2 separate regions of the Danio rerio genome follow, and region 1 is linked to region 2. The links are chromatin contacts, called in public Micro-C maps. All regions are on one chromosome and are shown on one strand. Each heading gives the region's core, a stretch centred on a gene start, on an enhancer-like site or on the middle of the called end of the contact. The rest is flanking DNA. Distances are from core to core; before and after follow the strand shown. Region 1 holds the start of ercc2 (excision repair cross-complementation group 2). Region 2 holds the start of ube4a (ubiquitination factor E4A (UFD2 homolog, yeast)).

Region 1 (7,870 bases), core at 4,750-7,249, 250 kb after region 2:
TTGTCGGCGTTTTGTCTTCAAAGGGCTCTATGATGATGGTGAAACCTAAAAAAAGAAAGAAAAATCACTCATAAAACTAGCAGAGGGAAATTTGTGAGGAGCTTTGGGCCATGTTTCCACCTAGTATTATTTATTGTCAGCGACACGTTAAAATCTCAAGTACATGAAGAATAACTGGTCTTTTTTTGCTATTCGGATGAATTAGACCTTATTGAGCATTTACTCTGAAAGCAATGCGATTAAAGATGTAATATTCTCTCGATTTAACGATACTGAATTTATTACATGATTGTTTTTTAACAATTTTTCTCATAACAAATTAGAAATTAATTAACTAGAAATTAAAATAAACTAAAAAAATAAACCAAATGCAAAAACAAAGTACAAAGAACAAAAGAACAACCCTAATACCAGGTGTAAACTGGGCCTTTGTTACCTTTGCTGTAGGTGCTGACAAGAGTGGCAAAGTGTGATATCAGAGTAATGGGTGAGAAGTCGGCGATGTCCGCAATCTCCAGAGTCCGCAGCAGTGACCGTAACCGTTCTGCACAAAATCTAGAAGTGCAATAAATGTACGTTTATGCTGGGTCCATCGGTTAATAGTGACCACCAGTACTTGTGTTAACTGACCTCAGGGGTTTGCGGTCAATGCAGACCTTCTCAAAGATGTCTTTGAGGAACTGAGGAGCACTTTCCTGCACCACATGATGGATCCGCAAACGGGCCTTCAGATACTCGAGGAAGCGCTTCATAAAGCCTACAAAGTGCTCTGCAGTGCGGATGCTGCCAGGAACAGCCTCTGTAGTGAAAGTCACACGTGCTATGATTTAGATTTTATTAAATATTCTACACACACATTTTAAAGGAGGAAACAGCTTAAAAAGTACCTCTTCCAAACATACTTATACACTTAAGCTACATGTATGAATGTCTTTATAGATCATATTTTCACAACAAATGGTATTTAAAGGAATATACTGACTTCTTTACAAAAAAGTCTCTGTTTCATATGTTAGAACAGATATTATATATTTATTGCTCAAAATCATGACTTAAAACATCAGATGTCAAGTAAAAAGTGACTTTGTCACTTTATTATAAAAATGCCTAAAAATCTTAAGGGAATGAAGAGAAATATAAAAATTGTGTGCAGATGACACTTCAAGAGTTCACACTTAGCAGAAGATTGATTATAAAGCTTTTTTGGCATGCTATCCCTAATTGCTCATTAGCTACAAACAGTAGGGAAGTTCACAAGATTTCCCTAAGCTCAAACTCCTCTCTCACCCTGCAAATGGGAGGGAGCCCATGATTCAAGGATCTTATTGAGCTCAGGGAAATCTCGAGAACTTAACTGCTATTTGTAGCTAATGAGCAATTAGAAATTGTTATGAAGAGATAACTAATTACTAGGAGCACGTCTATAGTGCATGTTTTAAAATTGTGGGAGGAAACCAGGGAACCCGGGGAAAACCCATGCGAGCACAGAGAGAACATGTTAACTTCGCACAGAAACGCTGACTGGCTTGGTAAGGACTAGAACCAATGACATTCTTGCTGTGGGCCAACAATGCTAACCACTGGGCCACAATGCCGCCCATCTAGGAAAGAAGGAGTAAGGGAGGAAGGGGGGATTCTTCAATGCGAAGATGACTGTGAAATGGAACTTAGGGTATTTATGGAGACTTAGGAATATTCTGATTGGTAAAACATGAATTGCCTAACGCAGGCGACGCAGTGGAGCAGTGGGTAGTGCTGTCGCCTCACAGCAAGAAGGTCGCTGGTTAGAGCCTCGGCTGGGTCAGTTGGCATTTCTGTGTGGAGTTTGCATGTTCTCCCTGCGTTTGCATGGGTTTCCTCCAGTTGCTCCAGTTTCCCCCACAGTCCAAAGACATGCGGTACAGGTGAATTGGGTAGCCTAAATTGTCCGTAATGTAGGAGTGTGAGTGAGTGCGTATGGATGTTTTCCAGAGATGGGTTGCAGCTGGAAGGGCAACCACTGCGTAAAACAAGTACTGGATAAGTTAGCGGTTCATTTCGCTGTGGCAACCCCAGATTAATAAAGGGACTAGGCCGAAAAGAAAAGGAATGAATTGGCTAATGCAGGACCACCTGTAATCAATCATAAGCAGGTGATCTCTGGAAATTAGTTTATAAATAAACTTCACTTAATTTATTATTTTTTTTTAAAGTCTATATGATTTGTAAGTTGTTAGATAACAAAATCTGACCTTGCAGGATTTCATCAGGCAGAACTGGATTGGACAGATAAATGTCAGTTTCTCTGGCAACATTAGCTTCTTTAAGACCCTCGACTAATCTTCTGTATTCTTCTCGAAGTTTGGCAGCATCTGTTTCTTTAATTCTTTAAAAGACAACAAGCAGAATGCAGGACATTAAACACATTAAAGGCATTAAGAAATGCAGAGGTTGCTTATTAATTCCCACTCTTTTGTCACACCTGCTAATGGTGTTTTGAAGGGTTTCCACATTGGTTTGGCAGCGATCCAGTGTCCTCCTGGTGATGTTGACGCTCATGGAATCAATACACACATTATCTAAAAGAAAACAATATGAGCTTAAATAACAATAATCTAGTCCACATGATGTATAAATCACAGTGATAAATATTGAAATGTGCTACTCACCAATGTTGTGAGCCTCATCGAACACGACAACTGATTTCTTTGCGAGCTCTTTCGAGACCAAGTCTGCGATTTTCGGATCTAGTAAGTAATGGTAGCTGTACACTACTATGTTTGCGTGAAGAAGCTGAATAAAGGAACATATGAGAGAGTGAAATAAATTACATGCACAGCAATTGCACATTATATTAACCTTAGCAAAGTACTCACTGCGTAACGTGCCAGGAAGTAAGGACACCAGCCTTTTCTACGCCCAAAGTCCTTCAGATCGTCCAAATTATATATACCAGGGGGAATGGGCACCTGTCTGCCTACATTATCAAATTCCTGCAAACAGGAACCAATTTCAAGCTATCATTATTTTTTTTTGTTTAAATGTGTTTATTATTATTATACTTTTTAAAAAACATTAAAATATAGAAAGAAACAGCAAAAATAGAAAGAAAAAATACACTTTACACTAGAAAAAAATAAAATAAAAAGTAAGAAAAACTGTGCCATGATTGTATATGCTTAGGAAATGTGTCCCACCTCATAAAACTGGCAGACAGGCTGATTTGGGTTACTCTGATGCTGCGCTCGAATATACGATGCTGTCAGACTGTGACATTTTCCATCTACTTCTTTTCCAAAACGCAGAGAGCTCACCTGTAGTCACACATTCAGTACTTTTTAATAAGATCACAGCACAGATTTTACTGAAATCACAGACAAATCTGCCCATTCAGCGGCCTCTACCTCAGGATGAATGCACAGGTTTTTCCTCGAGGAAAGTGCAAGGGCGAGGAAGTCGTTTTTTACTCCCGTTTGCTTTGAGTAATAATCCATCAGTTTCCTTAGCTCCTCCACAACCTGCAGGTAAATGAAAGATGCATAAAATAAAAATTAACATACGACATGTGTATTTAGAAAGCAAAAAAAAATGTATAAAAGGTAATAAACATCTATATCAAGTCAGTCAACAAAATACCTTCTCTATCTCAGGCACCGTGCGAGAGCAGTACACGAGCTTGGTGACTTCTAAAGGGTAAGTCTGTAAGAGATTAAACATTATATATATATATATATATATATATATATATATATATATATATATATATATATATATATATATATATATATATATATATATAATTATATATATAAATCAGGGATATTTTTAAAGCCATCAGACTGTCATTTAATAAAGTATTCAAATATTTAATCGTCGATCAAAATCCGTCACCTTCTGGTAAGCAACGATGAGCGAAAGAAGAGAAATAGTTTTTCCTGTTCCTGAGGGCATCTCCAGAACTCCATGACCCTTTACACACATAATAAAAACAAAATATGAAACAACTATACATAAGACAAACAATTTTTTTTTGTTTTTTATTGCTTTTTACTTTCACTCAGTCATGGCTCTGTTTAACATAAACATCCCATCCAACATCTCAGATAATGCGAGATTACAAAAAATGCATTCATAATCAGACTAAAAATGATGTGGTGAACTTTATTATTCCCACCAGGGGCAATTAAATTAGGGCAGTAGCATCATGATAACCTATAAATCCACACATTTGGTCTTTCTCCCTAATAATATACATTTCAGAAAAATATTCTTTGCAAATTCATATTTATAGGGAAACCATAATAGCATCCAATGACTTTTAAAGTACAACACTGTTCACTGTACAAAAAAGATTGTTTTGAAGTCATACTTACATAGGATTTTAGACCAAATATTCAAAGTACCATGGTAAAAAATAAAGGGAGGATGTCACGGAACGATTATGCGAATATAAAACCAACTTTACCTCAATAAAAATATTAGAGTAAAGCTGGTTTTATATTCACACATTCAGTCTTTCTCTCTAAAAATATTTTCAGAAAATTTTTCGGTCCCACTTTATATTAAGTGGCCTTTACTAACATGAACTTACACTGAAATTGAATCATTCGTTACACTTTACTTAATGAGTAAATATATGATTTTACATTGTACTTATGCTTGATTAAATATCTGCATGTAATTACATCTGTAATTAAATTCTGTAAGTACATTTATAATTACACTTTTTACCTGAACCAACTCTTAAACCAGCAAACCTTAAGACCACATTTCACTATACAAAAAAAGATTGCTAATGTTGTTTTGAAGTCATACTTACCTAGGATTGCAGACCAAATATTCAAAGTACCATGGTAAACAAAAAGGGAGCATGTCACTGAACAAATGTGTGAGTATAAAACCAACTTTATCTCAATTAAAACAGTAAAGTTGGTTTTATACCCACACATTCAGTCTTTTTCCCTAATATCATATTTTTAGAAAAATATTTTAGCAAACTCTAAATAGGGAAATCTTATTACCATGACTATCAAAGTACAACATTGTTCACTGCCTAAAAACATATAGCTAATGTTGTTTTGAAGTCATACTTTAATAGGATTTCACTCTGAATATTCAAATTACCATGGTAAACAATAAAGGGAGCATGTCACTGAACGAATGTGCTAATATAAAACCAACTTTACCTCAATTGTAAAAATAACGCTGTAAGAAGGAACAAAAAATACACTTTAAATTAGTTGTGTATCAACTATAGATGCATCTTTTGGCCTATGTCAAAACATCCAGCCACAATGTTAATATAGATCACTTCAATGTGGTGATATCTTTGGCCCATGAACATTTTCTGCTTGTTTCAAACTATTTCATAACTGTAACATGAGACAATTAAATCATAATTTAATGTTAAAACCGCTATCATGACATTATTTTACAATATATGGCTCTTTTTAAAATCTCAGAAAGTATGGACATTACAAATGGAAAACATGAAATACATTGAGACCATTGTTTTGGTTTACATCCCTGAAAATGGTCTATGTTGTTACATGATACAACATTAGTTTAATGTATGAGTGTCTGTGTATAAATACCTTTGCATCCAGCGTCCTCTTCAGCTCAAGCATATACGAGTATTGTTCGGGATAGATGTAGTCATACGGAAAGTAGACTAATAACCCGTCGATATTCAGCCTAATAGGATCAAATAGACATTAACGTTAGAGGAAAAACAAAACTTGTGTTAAATGAACAGCGGTTTGGGCCATTACCAGTCTGCAGATTTGCAGCAATGCTAACGTTAACAGTTAAAATTTACCGTTTACTTACTTCATGTTTGCTGGTATTGTTTCTCTGCAGCACTTAAGTGTTTCTCGTATTCAGTTTTGTATGTTTCCACACATTAATATAACTGTCATGAACGCATTACACAAAAAGACTTCTATCGAGGTACACAAGCGATCTCGGTAGCGTAAAACGCTGTCGCAGTGAAAGTGCGTAATCTATTTTGCTTAATTGATTGGTTGTTCGCTTCAAAGCCCGCCTTATCCTGTCAGCTCATTGGATGACACGCACGTCATGTCAATCCCTTGACGGAAGTACATTTGTCACCATTGGGGTTAATCAAAAAATATATATATAGAAAAGAAGTCCGCACTAAACTTTCGCTAAAATTGTGTAGGTTGTAATTTTCTTCACTACAAATATGACTGATTTTTTAAAACAAACAACAGTATTTTTTTCATGAAAAGTAAAATTTGATCAATTAAAAATATAGCCTATCACAGATTACACTAAATTATACTGTATTTTAAATAAACAAAGAAAAAAGAATGAAAAAAGCTAAGAAAAACGAAAAGCAGGTACAATTAGAGTGCATTGTAAACAAACAAGAAAAAAATAAAAACAAACAGAAAAGAGAAAAGCAAGTAGAGTACACTTAACTTACATTCATTCATTTTCCTTCAGCTTAGTCCCTTTATTCATCAGAGGTTGCTAAAGCGGAATGAATTAAAGATCTGAACTTCCCATCACTACTGTGTGTCTAACCTTAGAGGCAGCCATGCACACGATTTTACTTAAGGCTATCTTGTGGGCTGTTGTATTTGAATTTGAAGATGAGTAGGTGGTAGTGGTAGATGATAGTGGTCATGTGTCCTGTGAAAACATGTTTCAAAAAATTATTGTTGAGTTTTTATTTTACAATATTTATTGTATTTTGTACAATATTTATTGATTTTGAATCTTGTACATAGCAAATATCCCAATGTGCAAAAATAAATAAATAAATAAACAAAACTAAGCAACTATAAAATATGGAAACTAATAAAAACTAGTAAATCTACCTCTAAAAACTAATTAAAACTGATTTTGAAAACAAAAAGTCAAAACAAAATAAAAACTAAAACCAATAAAAAATCCAAAACTATAATAACCTTGCTGTGGAGGAAACCCACGCGAACAAGAGAAGAACATGCAAATTCCACACAGAAATGCCAACTGACCCAGCTGTGCTTCGAACCAGCGACCTTCTTGCTGTGAGGCGACAATGCTAACCACTGAGCCACTACTACTAAGCCCCCCTTCTAAAATGACATTTTTTAATACATATGAGGGGAAAAAAGAGAAAGAACCAAAGAAATGAGAACATTTTTCATTATTAATACAGGGGCATATTTTATATAATATATTTTATTTACATAAACATTTTTAAATCATATATTACAATGCAATAAAATATACAGTATTTCACCCTAACAAAGATTCATCTTCATGAAGTGATTTCCTTCGTACTCATAGGCCGGGTAAAGACCACAGTTTAGACATATTAAAATATTTGTATAAATCCATTTTGGGTCATTCTTTGACAATATTCACCTCAACAGAATAAAACTATACTTTCTAAACCTTTATGACAAACTTCCTGATATAACTACAGAGCCAAAATCCCAATTCCCTTCCCTGTAAAACGCAGCTTAATAAGTAACATCAAATATAAAAACAAACAAATTTTAATGCTCGATTATTTAACATATCCAATTGGGTCAAAATGACCAAAGCATCACATCACTGCTTTTGTGATGCCATCCACAGTTATAGCGTTAGCGTTCATCATGCTGTTCATTACTGTCATGACCTCTTCACCTTATGCAGATGAACTGATCACTGTATTTTTACAATGACAGAGTTGAAGTTATAAAGTTTATTGCCTGTTTTAGATGATTGCATCTAGGATCTGAATCAGCACTTTCAAGTCCGAGGCCATGGTGCTCCACCAGAAAAAGTTGTTTTGCCATCTTCAGGTTGGAGGAAAGTCTTTACCCCAGGTAGAGGAGCTCAAGCATCTTGGGGTTTTGTTCACGAGTGAGGGAAGGATGGAGCATGAGAGAGG
Region 2 (7,198 bases), core at 4,106-6,605:
GTTTCGACAATGTTTTTGGTCCTTTTTAATGTGAATTGAGTGCTCTCAGATTTCATTTAAATATCTTAATTTTTGGGTAAATTGATACTTTAAATAATAATGATTAGCAATATTATGCTATATGGGTACAATATGTACAGTACAGTGCTGAGCATATATAAGTACACCCTCGCAAATCTATCTTTTATTTTCAAATATTAAATAAAAAGCTATACGATATTATATTTGTGCATATACATTAGATTTGTCAGTACTGAAGCTAAATCTGGAGCTTATATAACAAAATAACTAACGATAATAGTCCAAAAACTAGTAAACCCCAATTTATATGATATAGAAAAATATTAAATACTAAATTTAAATAAGAGGGAAAATCAGGAAAAGCTAAATTTTTAAAATATAGTTGAAATTTTGTAGGCTGCAATTTATTTTGCTTGAATTTAATTGTATTATCTTTCAATTTCTAAATATATTTGGTGACTAAACTATTATTTTAATAAATATATCTGTTTAATAAATCGGTTTTGTTTAAATGCACCAAAATACATTGCCTATATTCACTGAGAAATGGATACAAATATTCATTTTCAAAACGGGGTGAACTCAATTAAGATGAGCAATGTATATAAGTCACATATACCCTATTTTATGCATAAAATACAAAGTATACTTTGGGCTTTATTAAGTGTTTAATCAAACCTTAGCAATGTCCTTTTGTCGACTGAAGTACAGGAGAATTTCCAGGTAGGAAAACAGCAGCAGCTGACAGAGGTCTAGGTCTTTAACCCGGCCATGGAAAATATCAAACACTGGCACCATTACCTCCCCAAAGGTCCGCACTTCTTGGTCAGCCAACAGGCTAGCAATGACCTCCTCTAAAAACTCCACAACCTCTTCAAACTCTGCAGAGACAACCATGCAAACAAAGTCATCCAGACAAAGTCATTTCAGAAGCTTCAAATGTATCAGATGTCCTCAAATATGACACTTACGGGCTCCTCTGACAGCCTCCAGCAACAGGTCCAGAAGCTGCTCGTAAACGTTCTGACTGATGTAGATCTCTGGGGTCAGCAGCACAGTTCGTGCATTGGACACGGTCAGGTTTTTGCAGTGCACAGCAAATGACAACAGTTTCTCAGGGACTTTAGTGATCTGTGTGGTTTTGAAGCATATGCATATTTTTGTGTAAATAAGCAAACATTCTTTTGGCACAACTGTCCAGTTTTATTTCATTTTAGTTACATTTTTTAATCTATTTTTAAAAATTATGATTTAAACAAAAACATTAAAGGAATGCTCCACTTCTTGGAGGAAATATTGTAATTTTTCAAGTCACCTAGAGTTAAGTCTTGAGTAGCCAGACCTCAGACTGACGGATGAAGGTCTGGGAACTTTGACCGATTTGAATGGTCAAGGATCGCCCACGATGCTCTTTGACGGACAGATTAACAGATTAGTGTGTAAATGAGGCCGGTAAACAACCATGCATCATTCATTCACAAACGTTTTTAAAAGTCTACAACAACGATGCATCAATATACTTAGTGATCTGTCAGCAACAGGCCGTAGCCACCTACAGACAAATGTCCAGAATTTGTCCCAAACCTGAGCTCATTTGTTCTATTTTGACTGCTATGCCATCATAAAAGGTGAAAATTATCAACATTCAGCTACTAGAAAAAAAATACAATGTGACATAAGTGAAGTCATCTTTCACTACTGTGTTGTTTTAAACAGAAAAAACATTTTACAGGTAACTTTTATTCTAAACCTTGGACCTTGTTCTTGAAACAAAAAAAAGAGCAATAAAATGGTGGGAAGCACCAAAAGCGACCCATGTTAAAATGAATTTGAAAGTGTTTCCAGAAAAGTGTGTCATATGCATCAGATGATCAGGTGAAGCTTGGTGTGACATCTGAGGCTGAGATGACCCTGAGTTTTACCATTTTTGAATCCATTTAGTCAATCTCTGGTTTGGTGGGGTACACTTTTAGCTTAGCTTAGCATAAATCATTGAATCTGATTATACTATTAGCAACTCACTAACAAATGTAAAAAAAAAAAAATCTAATTTAAAGCTTGACTCTTCTGTAGTTACATTGTGTACTAAGTTGCTATTTTCTCGATTAATATGACTAGGAACAATAATCTCATTCGGGCAAAATAATCAAGGAATTTTGCTGCTGTACCATGGCTGCAGCAGGCGCAATTATATTACATCGTACATAAAAATAGGTAACAGCCGTGCTTAATATCATAGTACTAAAAAAGCGGAGTATTCCTTTAACAAATTTTTCAAGTAGATACACTGACAAAAAAGCCCATGATAACAACTTTTTTTGTCAATATGTCCAATGGCATGATGGCGCATCTAGAAATAATCTCTCCAGAAAATACCTCCTCTTTAGCTCTTTGGTAGCAGGCGTAAAGGTAAGGTATGGCACGTTTCTCTCCAGCGTCTCGATCTGCCGAGAGATTCACTACACTACAGGAGGTCATGTAAATGAGATGGTTTCCTGGCTCCTGCAAAAGCAGCCTGTTGAACAAAGCCTGGAGGGAAAGAAAGAGCAATATTGTTCTTATTCAAAGTTCTTTATATGCACATGCATAAGACTTATCTGACATTATACAAATCTGGAAAAGCACAACACTCTTAACACATTGTACCTGCTCTATGGTGTCCATGTTAAGCCAGTCCTGACCATCAAGATCAGCTGCCATTTCCTCAAGGTAAACACAGCGTGGTGGGATGCCATTGCCACTTCTTAGACTCGGATCACCTGGAGAGATTTCAACCAGCATGGATCATTATATAACAGTAAATTCTTTCTTAGTCTACATTATGGAGACACAGACTCACCACCACAGTTTAGAATCTATAAAGTTTTTCTTATGTCTCTTATAGTTAAAGTTGCATTTATTTTATAAAATACTGTAAAACAAACTGCATTATTTTGAAATACTACAATAAAATATCTGTTTTCTATTTTAAGATATTTGAAAACCTGCTGTATTTCTGTGATTTAAAGTTGTCAGTGCAATCACTCAAGTCTTCAGAGTAAAATGATTTCAGAAATAGTTTGTTCCATTTCTTCTTGATATGTTAAATACATTTGCAGCTAAACATTGAAAAATAAAAAATATGGAATTGTTACAGGATTTAAACAGCAACTTTAAATAAAAAGAAATCTATAGCATTATAAAATGTCTTACTTTCACTTTGGACCAGTTTAATGCATCTTTTTTTAATATAATCATTACTTACCTTCCAAAAACTAAAAATAATAATAATAATACAGCCCAAACCCAGAAACAAAGATTTGAATGGCAAACAGACCAGCGTGATGGACAGTAGATAGATGTAAAGGACATAGATAAATATACAAATGAGAGCAACATAAATGACGTAATGGACCATTCTGCAGTGGATGAGCTCATCTGCAGCACTGCCTGGAAACGGCATGTCAACATGATATGCTCATCAAATCTGAGATCATCAAGACAACAGTCATTTAGTATAAACTATCTAATGTCTCTTTCTTTCTGAATAATGATGAGTTATGACAAGTACTTCTCAAAACTGTTCTGTCTCAGAGGGTCAGATAAAAAAAAGTATCATCTTTTAAAAGGAAAGGGGGAATATTATATGCAATTAGAGCTGGAAAACAATTTCTAAATTAATCTTTATTATATATCAATTTTATAATTCATTTAAAAAGGGAGTCAATTCAGTATTGATTATCAAGATATACGAAAATGAACACAAGTCAAATCAAAATTGATACACACACACACACACATGCACTATAATCTATTAAAATGTATATACAATATCTGTGTGTTGCATGTGTAGAAACTTTGCACCTTATATCCATCAAAAGGGGCTAAATCAGCTTTTTGAAGCATCATGCAAAATTTTATCACATTATATTTATCAATAAATTACATTTGAAAACAGATTAATAATATTACTATTATTATTATTTTGATTTATTATTATTATTATTATTATTATTATTATTTCGCATTATTACTGTATTAGTAATCAAATATCTGCACAGAGGGTTACAAAAATGTTTCAAAATGAACACCAAGCAAATCCTCTGAACAATAATGTACTGTATATTAGTTGTCAAATAAAACAAAACTATTATTATAGTTATAATTACTACATAAACACAGACCTACAATGGGACAGGTAGTTCTCATTTCAGAGAGGTGTTTTTGCTCTTACTGTTGTCCAGAGTGATGAGGAAGATCCTCTGGATCATGTGGTTGACATTGAGCTGTTCACAGAGCTCCTGTCGTGAGCGGAACGATCGGCTGATCTCCGCCACTGAGTCATCATTCTCATCAATGCTTTCAGACGCAGAGTTTTCTGACTCAGACTGGCTCTCTCCTGAATCTACTGCTGCAGGGATAAACAATTACAAAGAACCATCACATCGATGTAATCCTTCAAGGATAAATGTAGAGTGCTCCTTTATTACCAAGAACTTACATTGCTGCTCAGTTGGACGCTGTTGCTTTTGGTCAGATGCAAACTGTTTTGCGTCAGCAACTGAACTGAAGAGTGCTGCGAAAGGGTTTTGTGAGATGTTCTGATTGTTATTGCCCTGGTCTGTCATTTCCCTGGAGCACGTCCTCCATCAACAAGTATTTTCACTGTCTGCAGGAGGAAAAATCAGATGTGAATTAGATCCACAACTCCAAGTCCAAAGCCTAGCAATGATACTGAATTTGATCTACCTAAATTCCAAAACAAAAAAACTGAGCTCATCACAAAAGAGTTTGCCTACATCATATTTAAAAAAAGCAAGATGACATCCCATAACGATTTATTTGCTCTTCTGGTGAGTCAGTAATCAACAAGAATTGATTAAATCATGTATGAGTCATATTCAAGCAACAGGAAACCAGACTGCAGATCAATAGGGACTGCAAATTAGTGTCAGGAATGCTAACTTGCTACACATATGTGTCATATTCATCCCAGAAGTGAGTCAGACTACCAGCAAACAGAGCCTAGGGGGTCTGAGAAGATGTGTGATAAATGTAAACCTAAAAACACGAGCTTTCTAGCCGTCAAAGGCAGTGACAGATCTCCTTCCCTGCTGTCAGGTGTCTTATGCTAGCTAAACAACTAGCAGCGTACTTAGCAACTGACAGCGCGCTGGTAATATTGCTGAAACACCGCAACAAAGTATAAATAAAGTAAATAACGCTTTAAATAGCAGACATACGATCAAATACATCAACATGAAGGCACGTCATACCTTGTTTTAGGTTGAAATGTGGTAAATCGGATATGGTGCTGTGCAGGAGATCCAGATCCTACGCGTTGTGTGACGTCATCAGAAGTGGACGATACACTACTGTTTATTTCAATGTTTTTTTTCTATCTCCCTCCCTCTCCCTTTTCTTTGGTTCAAAGTCTTGCCAGATGTCTTCAGGCTGTAAAAACAGTCGGCTTTAGCAGAAGACCTCGTCGTTTAAAATGGCTGTTGAACTTTTTCACAAAAATGAGACTTTGCAAATGCGCAAGAAGCTGATTGCGTAAGTTGGATCAAATATTAAACTTACCGTTAGCTTTTTTATTATGAGGTCTGCTGCAGTTTGAAATGCTGTTCTGCTCTTTTCAATGTCTTTTCAGACAGTCCTGCAGACTCTTTTTCTCCCATGATCCTGTGAAAATAGTCCGAGCACGGGGTCAATATTTATACGACGAGAATGGCACGCAGTATTTAGATTGCATTAGTAATGTTCAACATGGTAAGGACATTTTGCAGTTATGGCATGTATCCAGCTGATGACGTATATAAATTATAATTAGACAAAAGCGTTAATAAATAAAACCTCAACATGGAATGCTTGTCAATACATACTGTAAATCATCTAAATACAGTAAAATTGACTAATGTTGTCACTTTATTACATTATCAAATAGCTATTTTCTATTTTAATATATTTTAAAATGTAATTTGTTTATTTTTTACTAAAGCATGTAACTGACAAGAATACAGGATTGTAAAATGACATACAGTTGAAGTCAGAATTATTAGCCCCCCTTTGAATTTTTATTTATTTTAAAATATTTCCCAAATGATGTTAATACAATGATAATAATATTTCTTCTTTAAAAAAGGTATTATTTGTATTATTTCAGCTATATTAAAAGCAGTTTTTAATTTAGTTATACAAAAACAATAAAATTATACAATAATTTGCCTAATTACCCTAACCTGCCTATTAAACTAATTAACCTAGTAAAGCCTTTAAATGTCGATTTAAGTTGTATAGAAGTGTCTTGAAAAATATCTAGTCAAATATAATTTACTGTCATCATGGCAAAGATAAAATAAATCAGTTATTAGAAATGAGTTATTAAAACTATTTTAATCAGAAATGTGTTAAACAAATCTTCTCTCCCTTAAACAGAAATTGGAGGGAAAATAAACAGAGGGGCCAATGATTCTGACTTCAACTGTATGTAACAGTCATTCAAAAAACTTAGCAAGTGATGCAGAACATACATAAAATTAAAATATATTTAAATTATTAGATTGTACAGATTATTTTTTTCATTATTGGAGAGATTTTTATAGTCTTCTTGTTGCTTGTAATTGCGGTCAAAGATTTATAAAATATTTATAAATCTTTACAGAAAAAAATAAAGAAAGGAGTAACAGACATCAGTTTTACTTTGTGTATGTGAAACTTCCCAAGAAAAATGATCGACCTCAAAGCATTATTAAATGTATTATTGCCAGTTTTACTATTTTAAAAAAAGAAACATCCATTCATCAAAGTTAAATATTTTGTAAAATGTATCAAAAATCAAAAATGTTTTCAAAAATCATTAGAAAATGTACAAGTAGGCAAAATAGATGTAGGGCGCACAAAATAGACAGTGGTGCAGTGGGTAGCACTATCGCCTCACAGCAAGAAGGTTGCTGGATTGAGCCCCAGCTGGGTCAGTTGGCATTTCTGTGTTGAGTTTGCATGTTCTCCCCATGTTCGCGTGGGTTTCCTCTGAGAGCAAAGACATGCGCTATAGGTGAATTGGGAAGGCTACATTTTCTATAGTGTATGTGTGAATGTGTATGGGTGTTTCCCAGTGATAGGATGCAGCTGGAAAGGCATCCGCTGCGTAAAACATATGCTGGATAAGTTGGCGGTTCATTCCGATGTGGCGACC

Evidence for each region. Hi-C and Micro-C count contacts between places; a contact is called where the count stands out from the background.
Region 1: a Micro-C map of caudal fin shows a contact between it and region 2, with 4 times the contacts expected there. The contact joins the promoter of ercc2 here to the promoter of ube4a in region 2. A contact is called at or near these places in 2 of 18 Hi-C or Micro-C datasets (caudal fin and an unstated tissue).

The regions. Positions count from the first base shown.
Region 1 is chr15:26,153,161-26,161,030 of GRCz12tu, forward strand. It overlaps ercc2 (excision repair cross-complementation group 2), which reads right to left and starts at 6,000. Exons shown (of 23, transcript NM_200926.2): 1 at 5,809-6,000; 2 at 5,574-5,673; 3 at 3,871-3,948; 4 at 3,616-3,678; 5 at 3,384-3,497; 6 at 3,177-3,293; 7 at 2,856-2,972; 8 at 2,649-2,772; 9 at 2,462-2,558; 10 at 2,232-2,365; 11 at 631-799; 12 at 437-555; 13 at 1-45. The coding sequence starts at 5,813. zgc:154093 reads right to left here. Exons shown (of 2, transcript NM_001077731.1): 2 at 7,155-7,870.
Region 2 is chr15:25,904,873-25,912,070 of GRCz12tu, forward strand. It overlaps ube4a (ubiquitination factor E4A (UFD2 homolog, yeast)), which reads right to left and starts at 5,356. Exons shown (of 20, transcript XM_009291737.5): 1 at 5,277-5,356; 2 at 4,502-4,669; 3 at 4,235-4,411; 4 at 2,668-2,780; 5 at 2,398-2,550; 6 at 993-1,152; 7 at 700-902. The coding sequence starts at 4,628. phykpl (5-phosphohydroxy-L-lysine phospho-lyase) reads left to right here and starts at 5,407. Exons shown (of 12, transcript NM_001037557.2): 1 at 5,407-5,556; 2 at 5,654-5,772. The coding sequence starts at 5,498.